Regions from separate parts of the Zea mays genome. Here region 1 is linked to region 2. A link is a contact called in public Hi-C data. All regions are on one chromosome and are shown on one strand. The core of a region is the stretch at or near the end of the contact, and the rest is flanking DNA. Distances in the headings are between cores, read along the strand shown. Region 1 holds the start of LOC111589993. Region 2 holds the start of LOC103634814 (protein SUPPRESSOR OF K(+) TRANSPORT GROWTH DEFECT 1).

Region 1 (4,143 bases), core at 953-3,452, 300 kb after region 2:
TTGAATTGCTTTGGACTCTATGGACTGTAACGTATGAATTATATAGACTTGTAATGGACTCATTTGGCCTCTACGGGCTTGTATGACATTTTAATGGACTTGTATGAATTCTATGGACTTGTAATGCACTTGTTTAGACTTTTATGAGCTTGCTTGGAATTTTTTAGAATTGTATGCACTTGTATGTTATGCTTATCTATGTGTATATGTTGGATTGACAAAAAACAGAAAAAACTCTGCCGAAATTTTGTGAAATCGTTGGTTATGTCATGTAGCCTTTACATAACTATTACATAGCCTTTTAAGAAGCATTAATTTTTGGACTAGCATCTAGACTTTTCAGGAGTGTATATATAGCCTTTTCAGAGTGTATAAATAGCCTTTTCAGGAATGTATATATAGCCTTTTCAGGATTGTATATATAGCCTTTTCAGAATCAACAATATCCTACATTATCGTAGGACATGTAGCCTTTTCAGTAGCAGAACATAGCCTTTTCAGAGTCTTTGTACATATCTGATGTTTATAATCCATTACACTATCTATCCTTTAGCCTATATATACACGATCCTTTGTACATTTGCTTCATTGTGCAATACAATGGCTTCAGGGTCTTCTAGGGGCAAGGGTGCGGTAAATGAGAGACGAAAAGATGGAGGGAAGTTAACTCCACTGTGTTTTGATGGTCCTCTTGGTCCAGATTTTTTTGAAGAGGCGGTTTTTAACTTTCCAGTTCAAAGTAAAAAAGATTTCAACAAAGAGGTTAGACTTAGGTCCTACGATAATAGGAGAGAAGATTGGCCGAAGTGCATGCATGGTGAGGATTGCTTGGTGCAGATGTTCGTTGAGGGTGGAATTGATGGAGGCCGGCGTTTCTTCAGATGTCCTTATGCATATGTACAAATTAATTTCTACTCCTTTGTTCTAAATACTTTTGTTATTCAGTGAAACTAACTATAAACATTTATGCAGCATTCATTGGTCAAGGAGAATTGTGGGTTCACTCGTTGGGTAGATCCTCATCCGATTTTTCCTCATGCGGAATACATATCCTACCTACAGAATAGGATATTTGATCTAGAGAGGGAAGTAAGCAACAAAAATGACGAGGAAGAAAGAGACAACAACAATGTTGGTGCTTCACAGGTGCAAGTATGCCCAGATCCATATTGTTGCTGCCCTTGTCACAACAAGAATGTTGGTCCTCCATCGTCTCCACCGCACCCACAGCAGACACCAACAATGGGAGGATACTATGGAGAAGGGTCAACTCAATTTGGAATGTGGGAGCACTACTAGAAAACTCTTCTGTAATAATTTCTTTCAGCGTGTTGATTATCTTTTTCAATTGCTTGAAGTCGCCTTCAAGAATTGCTTTAAATCTAGTTTTCATCAATTGTGTATTTATGTACTTTTTCATCAATTTGAAGGTAATTCATTACGAAATATCATTGTTCGACAATACATAATACCGAATAATAAGTTCATTATTACATAACTTCAAATAAAACACCAAGACTACTGAGTGCAACGGGGCCATTTGCCTTTGCGAAATGCATCAGGGTTCTCCTCCATTGCTTCCTTTGCACGACGTGCGCGCTCAAGCTTTTTCTCCTTCTCTTCCCTGCATTCAGCAATACACCTCGTTTTCCCTTCGTCTTCACGTTGTTGCTCCGCAGCAAGCTCCTCTCGTCTTTTTTCCATCCTCTCTTTGTCCTCTGCATCCCACTTTTTAAGATTCTCCAACCACTTCTTGTCTTTCTCTGATATTTCTGTGTCAATCCACTGCTCAAAATCACATAGCGGTGGAGGAGTCTACAAAATATGCAATTATTAGTACGCAAAAAAAATTTTACAAAAACATTCACAAATTGTAAACATATTACAAGACTATTCTCACCATTAAATTCATCCGACGTTGAACAATAGTTGGCTCAAATGCAAAGTTAGCACACATCCAATACCTCTGTCGATAGGTGTCATGATCCTCAGACTTATCGACCTTACAAGGATCACCACAAAAACACATAGGCACTGGAACACCACTTGGCAAAGACAGCGGGTCGAAGGCAGTTCCGGTCAAAGGACTCTTCCTAAATTTCCATAAACTCTATAACAATCACAAATATAATAGACTCACAAAATAAGAGGCGGATCCAAAACTTACCTTGGTTTAGCATATTTACCACGCCTAGACATCATATAAATCAGGCGATATCTCTAGTTTTGAAGAATTGGAATGAGCACAGCAACAAGCCAGACGTAGGGTACTATTTATAGGCATGTACCTCGGCGCCATAGATCTTGGCGCCGAGGTAGGCGTCGTTGACCGGGCGCCTACCTCGGCGCCAAGATCTATGGCGCCGAGGTACATGCCACGTAGATCCCAGGTCACACCACCGTCTGACGTATGAGCGCCAATATTATTGGCGCCGGCACACAGAAGCTCGGCGCCAATGATGACGGCGCCGAGCCAAGAGTCCATTTTTTGAAATGAAACTGCGAGGGGGCATAATTGTGCAAAAAAAACCCGAAAAGGGCCAATTTGCAAAAAAGTTGGGGGGCTCCTGGCAGTCTCTTGACTGCATGGTTTCCTTTGGATGCTACCGACATCGAGGCATCTCCAGGCCAGTTTCTCGTTCTTGGGGTTTCCCGATCGTTTTCTAAATTCGTACAAAATTCTAAATATTTTTAAAATATATAAAAATCGAGAAAAAAATATGATAATTACATGTTTTTTGAGTAATCCGATATATCACATTTTTTTGTTTTTGTTAAAAAATAATAAGTATTTTCTAGTAAAAATAATAAATTTCATTGAGAAAACACACTTTTTTATCGAGAAAACCGGGTTTTTAAACTAGAAACATGCACATAGGATTTTCTCGGGAAAAAAACGAAATAAAAAAACAAAATTTACCGAGAAACATAGAAAATCTGTCGAAAAACACGGTTTCAACTCAGAAACATGGTTTTTCCTCGATCGCATTCACGAAAATCTGTTTTTAAATTTAAACTTGCAAACCGGTGGAGAAATTTGAGAAATCCCTTGAAGACCGTTTGGTTTCCTATTTTCAGTTTTATAGCGGGAAATTTAAATTAAATTAAAACGATTTTGGTTAACCATGTGGGGACGACGCGGGACGAGAGGAACAGCTAGCAGCAGTAGCAATTTCCTATATATTAAAGCAGCTTCAAAACGGCTTCAATAAAGCTATCCACGTCATCAAGAAATCATGTGACGTTCGATTACAGATCAACGGTGATCTTGCCGAGTTCTCCGCACTGCTGGAGACTTCCAGGTGCTTCTTCCCCCTCCCAAAATTCTTCTCCTCGCGGTCTCCCTCGCCGCCACGCCTGCATCCGCCACTCTCCGCGCTCGCACACGCCGCCTCCTCCTCCCCGTCACCCCTTCGCCGTGGTGGCTCCCGTCGTCCCACGCCTCCCTCGTCTGCAAGCGCTGACGCCTCCTCCTCTCCAACCCTACCTTCGTCCGCCGCTTCCATGTCCTCCACAGGGCGCCTCACCTCCTCAGCTTCTTCGCCGACCACAACACCGGCGCTCCCCCTCCCTCCCTCCGGTCGTCGTCACGCTGCGTCTTGGCCCAACCGTTCAGGTGCTCGGTGCTTAACTCTCCTATTGCACACCCATGTTTAACTTTTCTTGAATTTTCTTAGGAATTGAGGCTGTAGGGTATATATGAGGGGTTAATTCAGCCGAACTGTTCAGTAACGTGGTAACTGTTCTTCAGGGTGCGAGTTTGTTGTACTATAAAGGTTTGGTAACCTGAATAAAACAAATGAACTTCTGTTCTAGTTTCACTATCACCAGGTTGCGGGTTTGAAGGCCAAAACCTTCAGCACTGGTCCTCCAAAACCTTCAGCGCTGGTCCTGCCTATGCTAGTTTCATTTGCATGGATAAGTTATGAATGAAGAAAACATACATTTTAATATCTAGGCGACCATTTCAGAAGACGTGTAGTTAGAAATCAGTAACTAAGAACAGATCTTAACCTTATACATTCTTGGTCTTTCTTTTTGTCCTGTATTTTTTTATTGTTTGGGTGTAACACCATTATTACATAGCTTGGTTGATGCATACACTACTACATGGTATTTATATCGTCCTGACGATTGTTACAT
Region 2 (4,295 bases), core at 1,680-4,179:
ACAAAAAAAATAGGGGGGAACAAAATCAGTTCAGTCTGTTAATAAACTAATGAATGTCTATGGCGATGGTAAATACTAAGAATATTTTTTCCTTATAAAATATGAGCAATAAATGGTGACTCCACATCAACCACATGCTCAACAAGTGTAAGCTCTTTTGAACTTTGGGATTCTGATGGATTACATGGAAGGTGTAGGCTATATAACAAAGTTAAACTCAAAACAAACATATAAGCTGCTATCATAGGGCACACCTTTCAAGCGACAACTTTCGGAGTTTTGCAAAAGTTATTCGTTTTTTAGCTAAAAGCTCTCTTGCCTGCATCAAGCATCAGCATGCAGTTTTTAGGAAGCAGCAATTTCTTTCAAATTGTCTTATATGTATTGTGTTAATTTAATAACAGGGCAACATTTGTCTCGTAACAAGATATGATTCCATAACATAGCTAAGACAGATCATTTTATTATTTAATAACACATCAGTGTCTAACTGTCTATAAATGTCACATGTGCAAAGTGCACTCACAACAGAACAGATGAGAGTTCAAACAAAAAAAATCATGTTTGATGAAGTATATTTCTTCAAATTAGCTCTAGATGGTAAAAAACAGTTCAAAGAGGCATGTTGGTATTTTTGGAAACTTTTTGATGTCCCCAAAATAAAATTTGATGGAGCTGCATGACCTTGTTCACAGATAAACACTACATTTTGACAGTTTCCCATGCAGTGAAAAAGCTATTGTTGCACCACGAACACGAATGTAAGTAAAATGAATTATACTCCATAATGGAGCTAATAGACAAACAGGAAACTGTACCATTAACACAGAACATGTACAAAATCAAAGAACATTTCGATGCAATCTACATGTCTATGCCAGTGTATATATTGCATTGTGGAACAGGTTTCAATAAAAAAGGATTGGTACCCAATTCCTTTCAGGTGAAATAGTTACAGCTTTTTTTATAAATAGCCCATACAAATCCATCGCACCCGTCCATATAAATCAATAATTTATGTGAGACATGGTGTGTACTGTCCTCAAATAAAATAATCTATTCCCTGAAACCAAGAAAAAGTGTGATGCTACAAATGAAGTGTTATGTGAAGACTCTAGGTACTACACAAATGTGTCAGCGGTGCAGAATGCCTAAGAATTCTTAAATTGGCAGACACTACAACGCACTGAAAATTTGTTGAATAATAATGTTGTCACTGGTAGGTGAAATATGTAAGATAGATATAGTAAGAGTTCAGACATATGACAGCCAAAGGAAGCATATCAAGAGATATGCAGCAAAAGCTTAAAACAGTTTTTGTTTCAAAACCAAAGCATAAAAAGAACATGTCTATAAAAGAGCAAACTAAAGGGAACTGGTGTAGTGATGAATATACAATTATCTACCTGAAAAATGTTGAATCAGCCTCGGTTGCGACGGCTTTTGCCAAGTAAGACTTTCCTGTTCCAGGAGGGCCATATAAAAGAAACGCCCTCCAAGGCCTCCGCTTGCCTAAGGGATAGCATTCTTCATTAGTTCATACTGGCAAACAAACCATTCAAAATTGAAAATAAATTTTTACCAGGTCAATAAATTCTAGATTTGAATCAAGTAGCCAGTCATAATCTTTGGTACAAAACTAGCAGAATAATCATATGAATGCAATTGTGCATATATTCTTAAAATAGCATGTTTGATCCTTTTGAATTTTGAATTGAACCATCTTTCAGTTCACACTTTTTAACATGAAAAGGGGTTGTTGTTTTAATCCCAGTTGATATCGATATTCTGTGTAGGTAATTTAACAGTTAGCAATGCTCTTGAAAGGTTTACCAACCGAAAAATAACCTAAGTAGTCAAACATATGGCCTCTAGAAATGGTCTCGCCCAACAACATAAATCATCATGTAAAAATGAAAACAAAAAAATCATAGCGCCGGTTATCAATCAATCAAATATTCGATAATCACTTTCGACAGCAAAAGATGTTTCGTTATTCGCTACCTAACAGTGGATAGTTGTATCAACCCTAGCTCACCCCCCATCCAATTTAACAAATATAATAAAGATCTGCAAAGCCTTTGCGACCCCATAGCAAGGCACCATAACGATTACAATCACGAAACTTTTATCAGGATCAAAGAATAAAAAGAAAAAAAAAAGGATAACCCGTAGCTCACCCGTGAAGAACTGTGGGAACTTGACCGGCAATATGACGGCCTCCTGCAGAGCTTGCTTGGCGCTCTCGAGGCCAGCAACGTCGTTCCACTTGACGTTGGGCTTCTCGGTGATGATGGCAGAGTTGAGCCCCGCCCTGAGCTTGGACTGCTCGGAGTCATCCCCTCCGTTGCCCCCGTCGCCGTCCTTGCCCTTGGTCTTGGGGCGCGTGGCGACGGCTGCGTCACCTCCGTTGGCCCCCGGCCCCGCGCCGCCCTCGTCGAGGACGGCCCGGATCTCCTCGGCGCGGCGGAGGTACTCGGTGAACTTGGCGGTGATGGCCTCCTTGATCTTGGGGTTCTTCTCGTACTTGAGATGGGTCTTGAAGTACTCGAGCGCGTTCATGTAGAGAGGGAACGCCTTGACGTAGTTGCCGGCATTGTCCTCCTGGACCGCCTGCTTGACGTACTCGATCGCCTGCTCCTTGAAGTTGCTATACATCGGGGTAGGCCCAGAGGCGCCGCCTCTGCGGCGGATAGGAGGGGGGATCGGCCGGATTGGGCACCGCAGCGGCTGATTCGGGACGGGAGGGGAGCGGAGGCGGCGGGCGGTTGATTTGTGCTGGGGTTTGACGCGGTGAGGAGAAGACGGGGTGCGCAGGAGGAAAGGGGAACGAAGACGAGACGAGACGAGGGAGAGGAAAGGAAAAGATGGGAAGGGAGAAGCGTGTTTTGGCTGCGGAGAAAAAAGAATAGGTGGCATTCATTTGCCTATCTTTACTGTATGATGGTGATGCTATAGGCTTAACGTATAATTTTGTTTCATTAAACCGTATAAAGAATATTAGAGATGTATCTTAGAATTGCCAGGCAATCTCAAACCAACTCGTGGTTTTTCATGATCCAGGCCCATTTAGCAAGGATTTAGTTGCTTAACGTTTACATAGACGAACTAGTCAGACTCTTTGCGGTAGAAATGTCTTTTTTATTGCTAGATCTAACTATAAGTGGGTTTAGTAGATAATTTCTCAAACTACTTTTCTCTAGGTACATCGGAATCTCCAAACAACCCAAAACTACGTCTTACAGAGAAACTTAAGAATCACGTTCTTCAAAGACTAGGATTTTGAATGAACAAGAAATATTTCTCAGATTTACTTGAGAATTAGAAACCGTAAACCTATAATTCCCCTAAGAATCAGAATAGATTTGTCGGGGACCATAATTAGGGGTACCCTCAAGACGCCTAATTCTCAGCTGGTAACCCCCATCAGCATAAAGCTGCAAAGGCCTGATGGGCATGATTAAGTCAGGGATCAGTCCACACGAGTGACTCGATCACGCTTCACCCGAGCCTAGCCTCGGCCGAAGGCAGCCGACCTCGAGAGACTTCCGTCTCGCCCGAGGCCCCCTTTTTATGGCGGACACATCACCGGCTCGCCCAAGGCCTTGGCTTCGCTCAGAAGCAACCTTGACTAAATCACCACACCGACTGACCAAATTGCAGGGGCATTTAACGCACAGGAGGCCTGACACCTCTATCCTGACACGCGCCTCCAGCAGAGCCGAGGTGACCGCCGTCACTCCACCGCTCCACTGGCCAGTCTGACAGAAGGACAGCGCCGCCTGCGCCACTCCGACTGCAGCGCCACTCGACAGAGTAAGTCTGACAGGCAGTCAGGCCTCGACAAAGGCGCCACGGCAAACTCCGCTCCGCCCGACCCCAGGGCTCGGACTCGGGCTAAGACCCGGAAGACGGCGAACTCCGCTCCGCCCGACCCCAGGGCTCGGACTCGGGCTAAGACCCGGAAGACGGCGAACTCCGCTCCGCCCGACCCCAGGGCTCGGACTCGGGCTAAGACCCGGAAGACGGCGAACTCCGCTCCGCCCGACCCCAGGGCTCGGACTCGGGCTAAGACCCGGAAGACGACGAAACTCCGCCTCGCCCGACCCCAGGGCTCGGACTCCGCCCTGGCCTCGGCCGAACGACTTCCGCCTCGACCGACCCCTTGGCTCGGGCTCGGCCACGGCAACAGAAGGCAGACTCAACCTCGGCTTCGGAGGAAACCCCACGTCGCCCTGCCTAGGGCACAGACCGCCACGTCAACAGGAGGCGCCATCATCATCCCACCCCGAATC

What was found. Hi-C and Micro-C count contacts between places; a contact is called where the count stands out from the background.
Region 1: a Hi-C map of ear shows a contact between it and region 2, with 2.6 times the contacts expected there. The contact joins the promoter of LOC111589993 here to the promoter of LOC103634814 in region 2. A contact is called at or near these places in 2 of 25 Hi-C or Micro-C datasets (ear and tassel).

What each region holds. Positions count from the first base shown.
Region 1 is chr8:14,311,250-14,315,392 of Zm-B73-REFERENCE-NAM-5.0, forward strand. LOC111589993 reads right to left here and starts at 2,203. Exons shown (of 2, transcript XM_023300936.2): 1 at 1,901-2,203; 2 at 1,418-1,815. The coding sequence starts at 2,029. The coding sequence ends at 1,519. LOC103634819 (a long non-coding RNA gene) reads left to right here and starts at 3,290. Exons shown (of 2, transcript XR_004851889.1): 1 at 3,290-4,143.
Region 2 is chr8:14,005,623-14,009,917 of Zm-B73-REFERENCE-NAM-5.0, forward strand. LOC103634814 (protein SUPPRESSOR OF K(+) TRANSPORT GROWTH DEFECT 1) reads right to left here and starts at 2,930. Exons shown (of 8, transcript XM_008657403.3): 1 at 2,181-2,930; 2 at 1,407-1,512. The coding sequence starts at 2,919.